2 separate regions of the Ovis aries genome follow, and region 2 is linked to region 1. The links are chromatin contacts, called in public Hi-C maps. All regions are on one chromosome and are shown on one strand. Each heading gives the region's core, a stretch centred on a gene start, on an enhancer-like site or on the middle of the called end of the contact. The rest is flanking DNA. Distances are from core to core; before and after follow the strand shown.

Evidence for each region. Hi-C and Micro-C count contacts between places; a contact is called where the count stands out from the background.
Region 2: a contact with region 1 is called in a Hi-C map of hypothalamus, with 6 times the contacts expected there. The contact joins the enhancer-like site here to the promoter of GALNT1 in region 1. A contact is called at or near these places in 4 of 16 Hi-C or Micro-C datasets (blood, hypothalamus and tail adipose tissue).

What each region holds. Positions count from the first base shown.
Region 1 is chr23:21,859,684-21,865,583 of ARS-UI_Ramb_v3.0, reverse strand. GALNT1 (polypeptide N-acetylgalactosaminyltransferase 1) reads left to right here and starts at 3,069. Exons shown (of 12, transcript XM_042239388.1): 1 at 3,069-3,162.
Region 2 is chr23:22,030,101-22,035,739 of ARS-UI_Ramb_v3.0, reverse strand. All of the region lies in intron 1 of LOC132658493 (a long non-coding RNA gene), which reads right to left. Among named protein-coding and RNA genes, the nearest start is that of ZNF24, 45 kb to the left of the region's middle. Within about 2 kb of position 2,324, at least 17 of the 54 cell types and tissues checked have an H3K27ac peak or open chromatin away from gene starts, as enhancers often do. A contact at or near this core is called in hypothalamus, where this site is marked.

The DNA of each region.
Region 1 (5,900 bases), core at 1,820-4,319:
TGCGGGAAAGCTGGGTTAGATCCCTGGGTTGGGAAGATCTCCTGGAAAAGGGAATGGCTATCCACTCTAGCATTCTGGCTTGGAGAATCCCCACGGACAGAGGAGCCTAACAGGCTACAGTCCATGGGGTCACAGAGAGTTGGACACGACTGAGCAACTTTCACTTCACTTTATTCTAGCCAAAGCCTGTAGCAAAAAAAAGAAAGTGACCTCATCCCTGTCCCAGGTAACTAAAGGCTGAACAGAGGGAGTCCTACCTTCACTCTAACATTAGAAGGCACCACTCATGACCCCTCTACCCACTGCTGGGGTGGTGCTAGAGAAGACCACATGGGGAGCCAGCATCTTCACCCCAGACCAACTGACAAGTGACGAGCAAAAACAAACAAAATGACCAAACCTTATGAAAGTGTATTATGCTGTCTAAAATAATAATAATAATAATAAGGACTTTCCTAGTGGTCCAGTGGTTAAGAACCGGTCTTCCAATGCAGGAGACATGGGTTTGATCCCTGGTCAGGGAAATAAGATCCCATGTGTCCCAGGGCAACTAAGTCTGAGTACCACAACTACTGAGCCCACACATAAGATTCCACATGACATGACTAAGACCAGAAGCAGCCAAATAAATAAATTATAAGAATTTTTTTTTTTTTAAATAGAAAGCTGTGGGCAACATGGAAGGCCCACAGTCCATGCTTAACTGGCAGAGACAAAAAAGAAAAAGCCAGTCTCAAGCGGTCACATACTGTATAATTCTATTACATAACATCCTTGAATTAAAAAAAATTATAAATATAAAACAGATTGTGGTTGCCAGGGGTTAGAGGGTGTGGGTGGAGGAGAGATGGGGGTGACTAGGAAGGAAGAGCATGAAGATCTTTGTGGTGATGGAATAGTTCTGTACTTTGATTGTTAGAGAATCTGCACATGTGATAAAATGGTGCTGAACCATACACACACATTGTACCAATGCCAATTTCCAGGTTTTGATATTTTGATACTTAAGTATAGTTAACAAGTTTATAGCTTTTTTATAGGTTAGCATTATAAGAAGTAACCACTGGGGGGAATGGGTGAAGGTATGACGTACGTCTCTGTACAGTTTTTACAACTTCGTATGCATTCATAATTATTTCAAAATAAAAGGTTAAAAAAAGTTATCCTCCAATTTTGGTACTTACAATAGTCATTAACATTATAATCCAGATTTTTGCAGCTCTCTGCTTTCTGGGAACAATGTTGGGATTTATTGCATTTTCCTGCTTCTTTGAAAGTTACATATGGCAGGTCATTTGATTTGGCCATTGAAACACATATATAAAAACGACACGTGGGGAGAAGTGTTAGAAGACCTTGTGCAACTTGCCATGTGCCCTTCTACTGTCTCTACCAAAGAGGAACCATGCGCTGTTCTGGACTCTTCTTCAGCCTGGGCTGAAGTCCCCCACCCCCACTGCCACCCCCCAAAGGACTTGGAGTGCAGGCCAGAAAGGAACTGTGTAAGCTCCCAGCATTTGGGGCTTTTGGATAGAGACATCAGTAAACTAATACAATAATTAGTCACCATTACTTGCCCATGTCCCTTACAAATGCTTCAGATGTACTGCTCTTATCACCAGATCCAAAGCAAGGCAACTTCCCCACTGCTTATGATCCCCATTAACCACTCCCAAGACTGCCTTCACCATGCTGACATATGCTTACTGCCTAACCTTACCCATGATGGCTACCCATCTGGCTGCTTCCACTTAGTTTAATGTTTTTGAGGTTCCTCTGTGATGTATGTACCTTCCATGTATCTTCTATGTATTTTTCATTTTGTTTTATTGCTGAATAGCAATCACTGTATACATATACCACACTTAGTATATTCACCAGTTGCTGGACATCTGGACTGTTTCTACCTTTCGAGTATTGTCAACAATGCCCCTATGAAAGTTTATATACAACTTGCTATCTGAACATATTCTCAGGTTTTTTTTCCACCTAGGAGTGGAATTACTGGGGGCATGTGGTACTCTTATGTATAATTTTTAAAGCATCTTTTAAATCAACTTCCAAAGTGGCTGCACCATTTCACATACCCATCAGAAATGTAGATCAGGGTTCTAATTTCTCATCTCACCAACACTTGCTATTTTCAGTCTTATTACAGTCATTATAGTGGGTGTGAGGAGCTTTCTCATTGTGGTTCTGATTTGCATTTCCCTAGTGACTAATGATGTTGAATATCTTTCCATGCTATAGTTGACCATTTAAATATTTTCTTTGGTAAAATGCCTATTCCATTTTTTTGTCCATTTAAAATTTGATTATTAGTCTTATTAAGTTATGAGTTGTTTATATATTCTGAATACAAGTTTTTATTTAGCAGATATACAACTTGCAACTCTCTTTTGCCCGAGATGGTTTGTTTTTTTTTTTCTTAATATGGTTATTTTTTTAAAAAGATGCAAACTTCAAAGTGAAGTTTCCTTGTGGTACATTAACAGGCCAATCATGATTCACTTTGTTTCAAAATATTATGTAAGTACTTTTAAAAAGCAACTTTAAACTTTTATTTTAGACTACTTGGAAAATGTAGATAAGCACAAAATAGGATAGTAAAATTCCAGAGACAATCTTCGGTAACATTATTCGCTTCCAGCCTTTTGGTTCTTTCTGTCAACACACCTTTATTTAAAAAATAAAAAGTATAAACATGAGCTTCATCATTCCAACTCTTGGCTGGCAAGCAAGACTTTACAAAAACCTCTGAATGATTCAAGTAGAAAATTTATTATGTCTATGAGTGGCAGAAGACCAGGCTGCGTCTTTTCTTAGATTAACGGACAGCTAGGTACTGGAATTAGTGCCAAGGAAGAGTGGTTCCAGGAGGGCACAAGTGGAAGGGCCCCTCTCAGCACCACGCGGGAGACACTGCCCCAGTTACCCGCGTTGCGGGGGGCCGCGGCTGTTCAGTATCCCCAAGGCTTGGCTGCCTCTTCCGGCTGTGCCGGTCGCGGGCCTCTCCTCTCGCCGCCCACCCTGGGTCCAGAACCTCCTGCATCCCCGGCGCCGGCCTCAGAGCTCAGCACGACCGGGCCGAGGGGCCACTGACCGTCCTCCAGCTCCGAGTCCTGCGCCGCAGCTCGCGGGTGAGGAGCAACCAGGGGCTCGGTAAGAGGATCTCGTCGGCGCGGTGAGGGCACCGTCCTTTCCTCCCACCCCGCGATCTGCTCGACGTGAAACGGCCCGAGTTGTGCTTCACTTGGGGAGGCGGCAGCCGCCCCTTTGTCCGTGCCCAGGTTCAGGTGGAGACCACCAGCCCGGACGGCACGGCCGAGCCCGTCTCAGCCCCAGCCTCTCGCCCGGGGACCCCTCGCTCCGGGGCTCGGGTTCCGCGCCTCCCCGCGGGTCGGGCCAGCAGGGGGCAGAGGCGCGGAGGAGCCGGAACCTCCGGGGCCCCGAGGGAAGCGCCGCGGCCCCGAGGTGGGCTCGCCGCAGGGACGGGGGCGGCGCATCCGGGTGAGCGCGCGGCGCCCCCGCCTCCCCCGCGCAGCCGCACGGGCCGCCGCCGCCGCCGCGAGCACGCCGCGCGCGCGGGGAGGACCGCGCCCAAGCGGCCTGCGCGGGTGGCCCTGCGGCCCCGGCCCGCCGCGCTGAGGCGGCCCCGAGCGAGCGGCAGCGGCGGCGGCATGCGGGGCCGCCCGGAGTAGCGCGCCGAGCCCGCGAGGCCCGGCGCGGAGGCGGGGGCAGGCGCGGCGGAGGCGGGGCCCGCGCCGGGCCCGCCCGCCCGCCGGGGGAGCCGCCGGCAGTGGCCGAGAAGGCGGCGCGGCGGACGGCGGCCCGAGAGTAGCGCCCGCGCTGCGGCCCGCGGGACCGCGCCGCGACCGCCGGGGCCGGCCCCGAGGAGCGCCCGCTGCCGCCGCCGCCGCCGCGCGCGGAGCGAGGTGAGTGTCCTCCCGCTCCCGGGCCGTCCCGGAGCCGCGGCCGCTGGCGCGGGGCGGGCGGCGGCGGAGGCGGAGAGGCCCGGCCGCGTCCGCGTCTCCCGTCCCTTTGTGGCCGGCGCGGCCGTGGCCGGGGCGCGGGCGCGCGAGGCGCGGGGTCCGGGTCGGGGACTCGGGGGCTGCTGGACACGCGGCGTCTCTGGTTGGCAGCTGCGGCGAGCAGCGAGTTTCCGTCCTAGTTTGACATTGAGTTGGGACCGTTTTTCTTTAGAAGACGGAAGTTTGTTTTATTGACCAAAAAATACAGCTAAATATGGCTCCTGGTTCGGTCCGGCGGTGTGGTACTTGGAGCCGCGGTGCCAGGCTGACCCTCGCCGGGCCGGCGCGACGGAGGAGGGGAGGACACGCGGGCGGCCGGAGGTGGGGGCTTCCCGGCCCTCTGCCCGCGAAGAGGACCCGGCCCAATTAGCAAATGTCTGTGGATGGGAAGCAGCGGGCTTTAGTTAATGTGGCAGCACTTCCTGGAAGAATGAATGAATGAAATGTCATTTACTTATCCATAATCAATACAGTGCCCATTTAAAGATTTGCCAGGAATTGTGATGATTTGCAGTGTCATTGCCTCTCTTACCTGGTCAGCCCTTGCTAGGTGAAGGTACCCCCTCCTCCGAACTTATGACCTTGGCCTCATTCACAGAGCCACTCAGCTAACCAAGCGGACTTGACATTTTCTGACAAGTGTGGGCAATGGTCAGAGTAGTCTTTGTGAAGTGTTTCTGGAGGGCAGAGATGGTACTTTATGCTTAATACAATGACCTGTAGCAATTCTTGCCAAGAACCCTGAGAGGTTGGGGGTGGGGGGGGGGGTGGGGGGTATTTTTTTCCTCCTTTCACAAGTGAAGAAGTTGAGGCCCTGAGAAATTGTAACTTTCCAGGTCACAAGCTAAAGCCAAAGAGCTGGAATTCACACCTAGGTCTTATTAATCCAGGGCTCTTAACATCACATCTGTGTCTAGACCTAGATTGGCCGTTATGATAGCCACTAACCACATGTGGCTATTTAAATTAATTAAAATTGAAGTTTTGAAAAGTCACTAGCCACGTTACAAGTGTTCAGTAGCCACATGTGACCAGTGGCTACTGTTGAACTTGTCTAAGACCATATATCTGTTTGTTTATTCAATAAATGTTTATTGAGTGCTATCCGTGTATAAGGCACAGTTTTAAGTCCTGGGTATACCATGGTGAATAAGAGGCAAAATGTCCTTGGCTTTATGGAGCTTGCATTTTACATGATAGTTTGAGGGATGCTTTCTTTGGTGCCTTCACTGCTTTGCTAATTCCGTGTGGTTTGTGATCCAGCAGCATCTCTGTCCTCTGAGAGTCTGGAAGAAATGCTGAATCTCAGGTCACAAACCACGTCAGCTGAATGAGTTTCTGTTAAAGTGATTTAGCAGATCACAGGTGATACAGATATCAGATCTCAAGTGATCTGATTCCACGCTGAAGGCCTTATTCAGAACACCAGTGATAACTGGGTTTAGCAAATGTCCTGATGGATTGTTTGGTAGGAGTCTTAAACCAGCTTTGAAAGGCTTGGAAACACTCATCATTTACACAGATACTTGTTAAATGCCTGGCTTCTGCAATAGAGAGTCAGCTTTTACGAGAGCAGAGAGGGTGTCTTCCGTTTCTGTGTCTTTTGCAGCCATGTATTCCCCAAAACTTTACAGTGCCTGGTAAACAGTAGGCACTCAATAAATGCTTGTTGTGTATATTAAGGAGCCTATTTCTGAAGTCAAAACTAGTTAATTCCAAGCAGTTTCAGGCCAAGTAATTTCCAGGGCCTCAGGTAAGAGCATAGCACCAGAAGCAAGATGAAGGTCCATCTACATGTAGCTTTTTCAGCTCTAAGCCCCTAGCTACCCTGACCTAAGTTTCATTTCCTGGTTCACTTGTGTGCCCCCA
Region 2 (5,639 bases), core at 1,075-3,574, 170 kb before region 1:
TCCTTGTCCAGAGCCCTTCCTTCCTAGCTGCTGCTGCTGTTTCTGCTGCTGCTAAGTCGCTTCAGTCCCTCCTAGAGACTGGTGCTTTCTTTCAGGCCTTCCTGCTCCTCGAGGGTCTGCTCCCTGACCTCTCACCTCTTCTCTCCTGGCCGGTCCTCCTCAATGCCAAGATTGCCGCCCTTCTTCCCCCTGGTCTCACACCTGTTGCCCCGTCAGCTCCCTCTCTAGAGGCCTGCAAAGTGTTGACTTAAAAAATATCACAGCCTACAGTGTGATCATCCTCCTGTGGGACTTACCCCCATCCTCCAGGGCCCCGTGGGGTCTGGGGCACGTGTGATGTGAGTCAGGGTATGTGTGTGTGTGTGTGTGTGTGTGTGTGTGTGTGTGTGTGTTTTACTAACCCTACTATGAACAGAACCCCTGGGTTTACGGATGTTTCCCCATCATGACAACCACCCCGAGTGTTAAATAGTGGAAGGGATTGATAGAGTCTAGTTTTTAGGCATAGGAAACAGCTTAACTGGTGTAATGGAATCTGACTCAGAGATGCAATCAGATATTCTTGGTGCCGTAGTGTAAGGAGATCTAAAGGTACTTTGTGAAATGTTAGTCGTTCAGTCGTGTCCGACTCTTGGGACCCTATGGACTGTAGCCTGCCAGGCTCCTCTGTCCATGGGATTTTCTCCAGGCAAGAATACGGGAGGGAGGGGTTCAGGATAGGGGGCACATGTGTACCTGTGACTGATTCACATCGATGTATGGCAAAACCCACCACAATATTGTAAAGTAATTATCCTCCAATTAAAATAAATAATTAAAAAAAAAAAGAATACTGGAGCAGATTTCCATGACCTCCTCCAGGGGATCTTCTGCCCTGAGTGCCCTTAGGCCCCAGGAACTCACACTGAAGTTGATGACTGTGACATCTTTGTTTCCTGATATGGCAGGAAATATTCCGTTTCTCAAAAGGGACTGATTTGCAGGACCCCTGGGGCTCTGGTTGGTGTTGGAGAAGACTCTTGAGAGTCCCTTGGACTGCAAGGAGATCCAACCAGTCCATTCTGAAGGAGATCAACCCTGGGATTTCTTTGGAAGGAATGATGCTAAAGCTGAAACTCCAGTACTTTGGCCACCTCATGAGAAGAGTTGACTCATTGGAAAAGACTCTGATGCTGGGAGGGATTGGGGGCAGGAGGAGAAGGGGACGACAGAGGATGAGATGGCTGGATGGCATCACGGACACGATGGACGTGAGTCTGAGTGAACTCCGGGAGATGGTGATGAACAGGGAGGCCTGGGGTGCTGCGATTCATGGGGTCGCAAAGAGTCAGACACGACTGAGCGACTGCACTGAACTGAACTGAACTGGGGCTCTGGTGAATATGGCTGGCATGCTTTCACACCTCTCCTTTTCCCTTGGTGTCCTCGTCTTCACACTGTACCCTGGGCATTTCAATCTGATATTTCCAAAGCAACGACACTGCTCACGGACTCTGAGCCTAAAGTGTGAAAACGTCTGCACCATCCTTGCAGATCTTAAATCTGGTTCTAAGTGAGCTTGTCCACCGTACAGTGTGATGGTGTTGGGGAATCACAGGGTCGCGTGCACAGGCCCGCCTCCTGGTGCCGCCCTTCCTGCCCGGGCACCTGGGCAAGTGAAAGGACCTCTCGGAATCTCCGTGCCCCCATCTGTAAAATGAAGCCAGTGAGCAATTACCGCGTGGGATTGTCCTGAGAAGTAAAGGAGGTAACAATAAATGAGACAGTCTTTCCTAAGCACCTAGGAAATCGCTTACGCTAAAAGGAAGTGCTTAAAAAAAAAATGCAGGTATTATTATTACTGGGGCTTCCCCTGGTGGCTCAGTTGGTGAAGAACCTGCCTGCAATGCAGAAGACACATGTTCAATCCGTGGGTCGGGTAGATCCCTTGGAGGAGGAAATGGCAACCCACTCCAGTATTCTGGCCTGGAAAATTCCATGGACAGAGGAGCCTGGCGGGCTATACAGTCCATAGAGTCCCAAGAGTCAGACATGACTTAGCGACTAAATCCCCACCCCACCATTATTATTATCTGTTTTTTCTTCGTCTGTGACACTCAAGTGGGATTGCCAAGGGCAGACTGAATGATCTCCAGGAGGCTCCTTCAAGCTCCACTCTGAGTTTCTCAGATATGACCTGCCATACCCGCTGGGCAAGCTAGTGACTCAATCCTGATAACTTCCCTCTTCTGTTTATCTCCTCTGGCAACCCCCACGCACCCTACCCCGCCCTGTGACACCTCCCAGCAGCTCTTTGTGCTAAATTCCTCTGAGTGGTTTCAGTTCTGGGTGCAGTGGCTTTGCCATCTGGGGAGTCGGCCCCAGACAAGTGGCGTCCAGAGGAGACCTCACGACCTCTGCTCGCAGTCAGGTTTCTAGATATGAATATGGGTCAAAGGACACTGTATTGGTTGCTCTGAAAGCCACCTGGTGTATGCACGTGTTTTCATTTCTATTCTGGAACAAAATCTTACTCAGCCTACAATGGGGCAGTGTTTCTGGGCCTGAGGGGAGGCGGAACCTTCACTGACGTGTCCAGCTGGTCAGGTTGTCCCTTCCCCTAAGACATTTCTGTTTCCTGGCATTTTTGCTGCCTTCCTGCTTTAGAACAACAGCAGCCATGAGTAAACCCTTCACACACTGCATGTGCCTTGAAGCACAGCACGACCGAGAAGAGGGCTCCCGTCAGCCCAGTTTGGACCCAGGTGCTATTTTCCCAAGTGACCGAGGGAAGGCACGAGTGTTTCCTAAGGACCAGGCTCAGCCACTCAAATGAGAAAGCTGGCCTGGGGTCAGCTTGTATCCCAACCGAGAAGGCTCCCCGACACTCAGAACCCCACAGTTCTGAGGCTGCATCAGACACCTGGAGGCTGAGGCAGGAGTCTTGAGTGACAGACTGCAAAGAGATCCCCAGAGACTAGGAGATCATTGAAGAATCCACAAAAATACCTCAGGGAAGAAAGGACTTGCTTTATGGGGAGGGCTGGTGCCAGAGCATCACGGAATTCCAAGTTATACAAGCACTTCCTGCCCTTCCTTCCCCTCCACCCTGCAAGGTCACAGCAAAGGATGGGATGAAAGTCATAAAAGAGGTTGGAGGGAAAAGAGAAAAGCATTAGAATGTTTCCCCCTGCAGGTGGGATGGGAAACCCAGCCCAAGAATGAAATTTAAAGTTTTCATTATTGTTGTTGAAAAGCTGGCTTAAAGCTCAACATTCAAAAAACAAAGATCATGGCATCCAGTCCCATCACTTCATGGCAAATAGATGGGGAAAAAGTGGAAACGGTGACAGATTTTATTTCCTTGGACTCCAGAATCACTGCACACGGTGACTGGAGTCATGAAATTAAAAAACGCTTGCTCCTTGGGAGAAAAACTATGACAAACCTAGACAGCACCTTAAAAAGTAGAGACGTCACTTTGCTGACAAAGGTCCTTATAGTCACAGCTATGGTTTTTCCAGTAGTCACGTATGGATGTGAGAGTTGGATGATAAAGAAGGCTGAGCACCAAAGAATTGATGCTTTTGAATTGTGGTCCTGGAGAAGACTCTTGAGAGTCCCTAGGACTGCAAGGAAATCAAACCTATAAATCCTAAAGGAACTCAACCCTGAATATTCATGTAAGGACTGATGCTGAAGCTGAAGCTCTAATACTTTGGCCACCTGATGCAAAGAGCCAACTCATAGGAAAAGACCCTGATGCTGGGAAAGATTGAGGGCTGGAAGAGAAGGAGGGCGACAGAGGATGAGATGGTTGGATGGCATCATTGACTTAGTGGACATGAGTTTGAGCAACTCATCCGGGAGATAGTGGAAGGACAGGGAAGCCTGGCATGCTGCAGTTCACAGGGTCGCAAAGGGTCGGACATAACTGAGCTACTGAACAACTAGACCTGCTATGACAAGAGGATCTTTGGTGACTCATAAGTAACCAGATGGAGCAGTAGCTGCAGGGAAGGTGTTTCTACGGTGGGTGAGGTTGCAGCGTGACTAAAAGCCTACTTTTTGTTTAAATGCTCCATGGTGGTAGTACGTCAAAGCCAGGGTGATATCTAGTCACCCTGTAAATAGGAACGCTCATGGAGTTCTGCCTCTCACCAGACTATAATGGCAACTGATCACATGTATATTACAGCACCAGTGGTTCTGAGATGAAGTTCCACCCCAGGACAGCGTAGGTGGGATTGGACAGTGTCTGAATTATTTAGAAGTGCTATAGGCTGGTGGAAAAAAAAAAAAATTCAAGGATTAGGAAAGAGGAGAAAAACTCCAAAAAAAAATCTTCATATAAATGGAAATTATTTTTAAAAAATCTACCAACACATGAAAGTTAACTATGTTGGATTTAAAAATGAGTATCAACTCCCACTCCCTGCCCCAGAATGGCTTGCCTAGAGCCCAAGGGGTCTATGGACATCCTAAGCGTTGGTGAGGCTGATGGTCTCAGTTTTAGAGAGTGGCCAGCTAAAGCAGGAGCGTATCTGATGACTAGGGGCACCTTCAACATTTCATGAACACGTGCTGTTTGTTCTAGCTCTCAGAGAAGAAAGGATGTGGAGACTGGCATTTGCTGGTTGCAGGCAAGGAAGTTTAACGTGGAAGACATGGGCATATTTTATAACAATACAAGCTATGGTGAATGTCAGGATTTGTTAAAACGTGATTAAATGACAGCATGCCTCAAAACAAAAATTTAAATTGAATAGAATGAATTTAACTGCTAAACCAAAGCACATAAATTATGTTTTCAAAAGGCAACAGAATTCTGCTCCTAGCCAAGGTAGAGTAGCAGAGACTGTATTTACTTTCCCATCTGAAACAACTGAAAGAAAAGGAAAGAAAAGGATGAAATATATGAAACAATGGTTGTCAAGAGCCTGGACATCAGGCAACAGAGGACAGTGATCCCTGTGATAAAGGAAACAAATGATTGCCCCAGCTTGTTGCTTTGAGGGGGCTTCTCTGGTGGCTCAGAGGTAAAGAATCCACCTGCTAAGGCAGAAGACCCGGGTTCGATCCCTGGATCAGGAAGATCCCTTGGAAAAGAAACTGGCAACCCACTTCAGTATTCTTGCCTGTGAAATCCATGGACAGAGGAGCCTGGTGGGCTACAGTCCATGGGGTCCAAAAGAGTCAGATACAACTGAGCAACTAAACAAGACATTGCTTTGAGAATTTTCAGATGAAAGTACAAGGAAAGGGATCCAAGCATAGCAAGACCGAATTCCATGCTGCCTATAAGAAACCCATTTAGTATAAGGACATAAATAGAGATGAAAAGCAAATAGGTAGTTGCCAGACAGTGGGGGAGGGGAAATGAAAGCACCTGCCTAGTGGGTCCGGGGTTTTCTGTTGGAGTGATGAAAACATTTTGGAACTGAATAGAGGAAGTGATTACACAGCATCGTGAAAGTACTAAATGCCACTGAACTGAATTCTTTAAAATGGTTATTTTGGGGTTATATTAATTTCACCTGAAAAAAAAAAAAAAAAACTAACCAAGCATACAAGGGAACAAAACCAAGCAGCAGAAACCAGAGACCCACGGAAGATATAGTTATAAAACTCAGACTTAAAAATAATTATGCTTGCTGTGT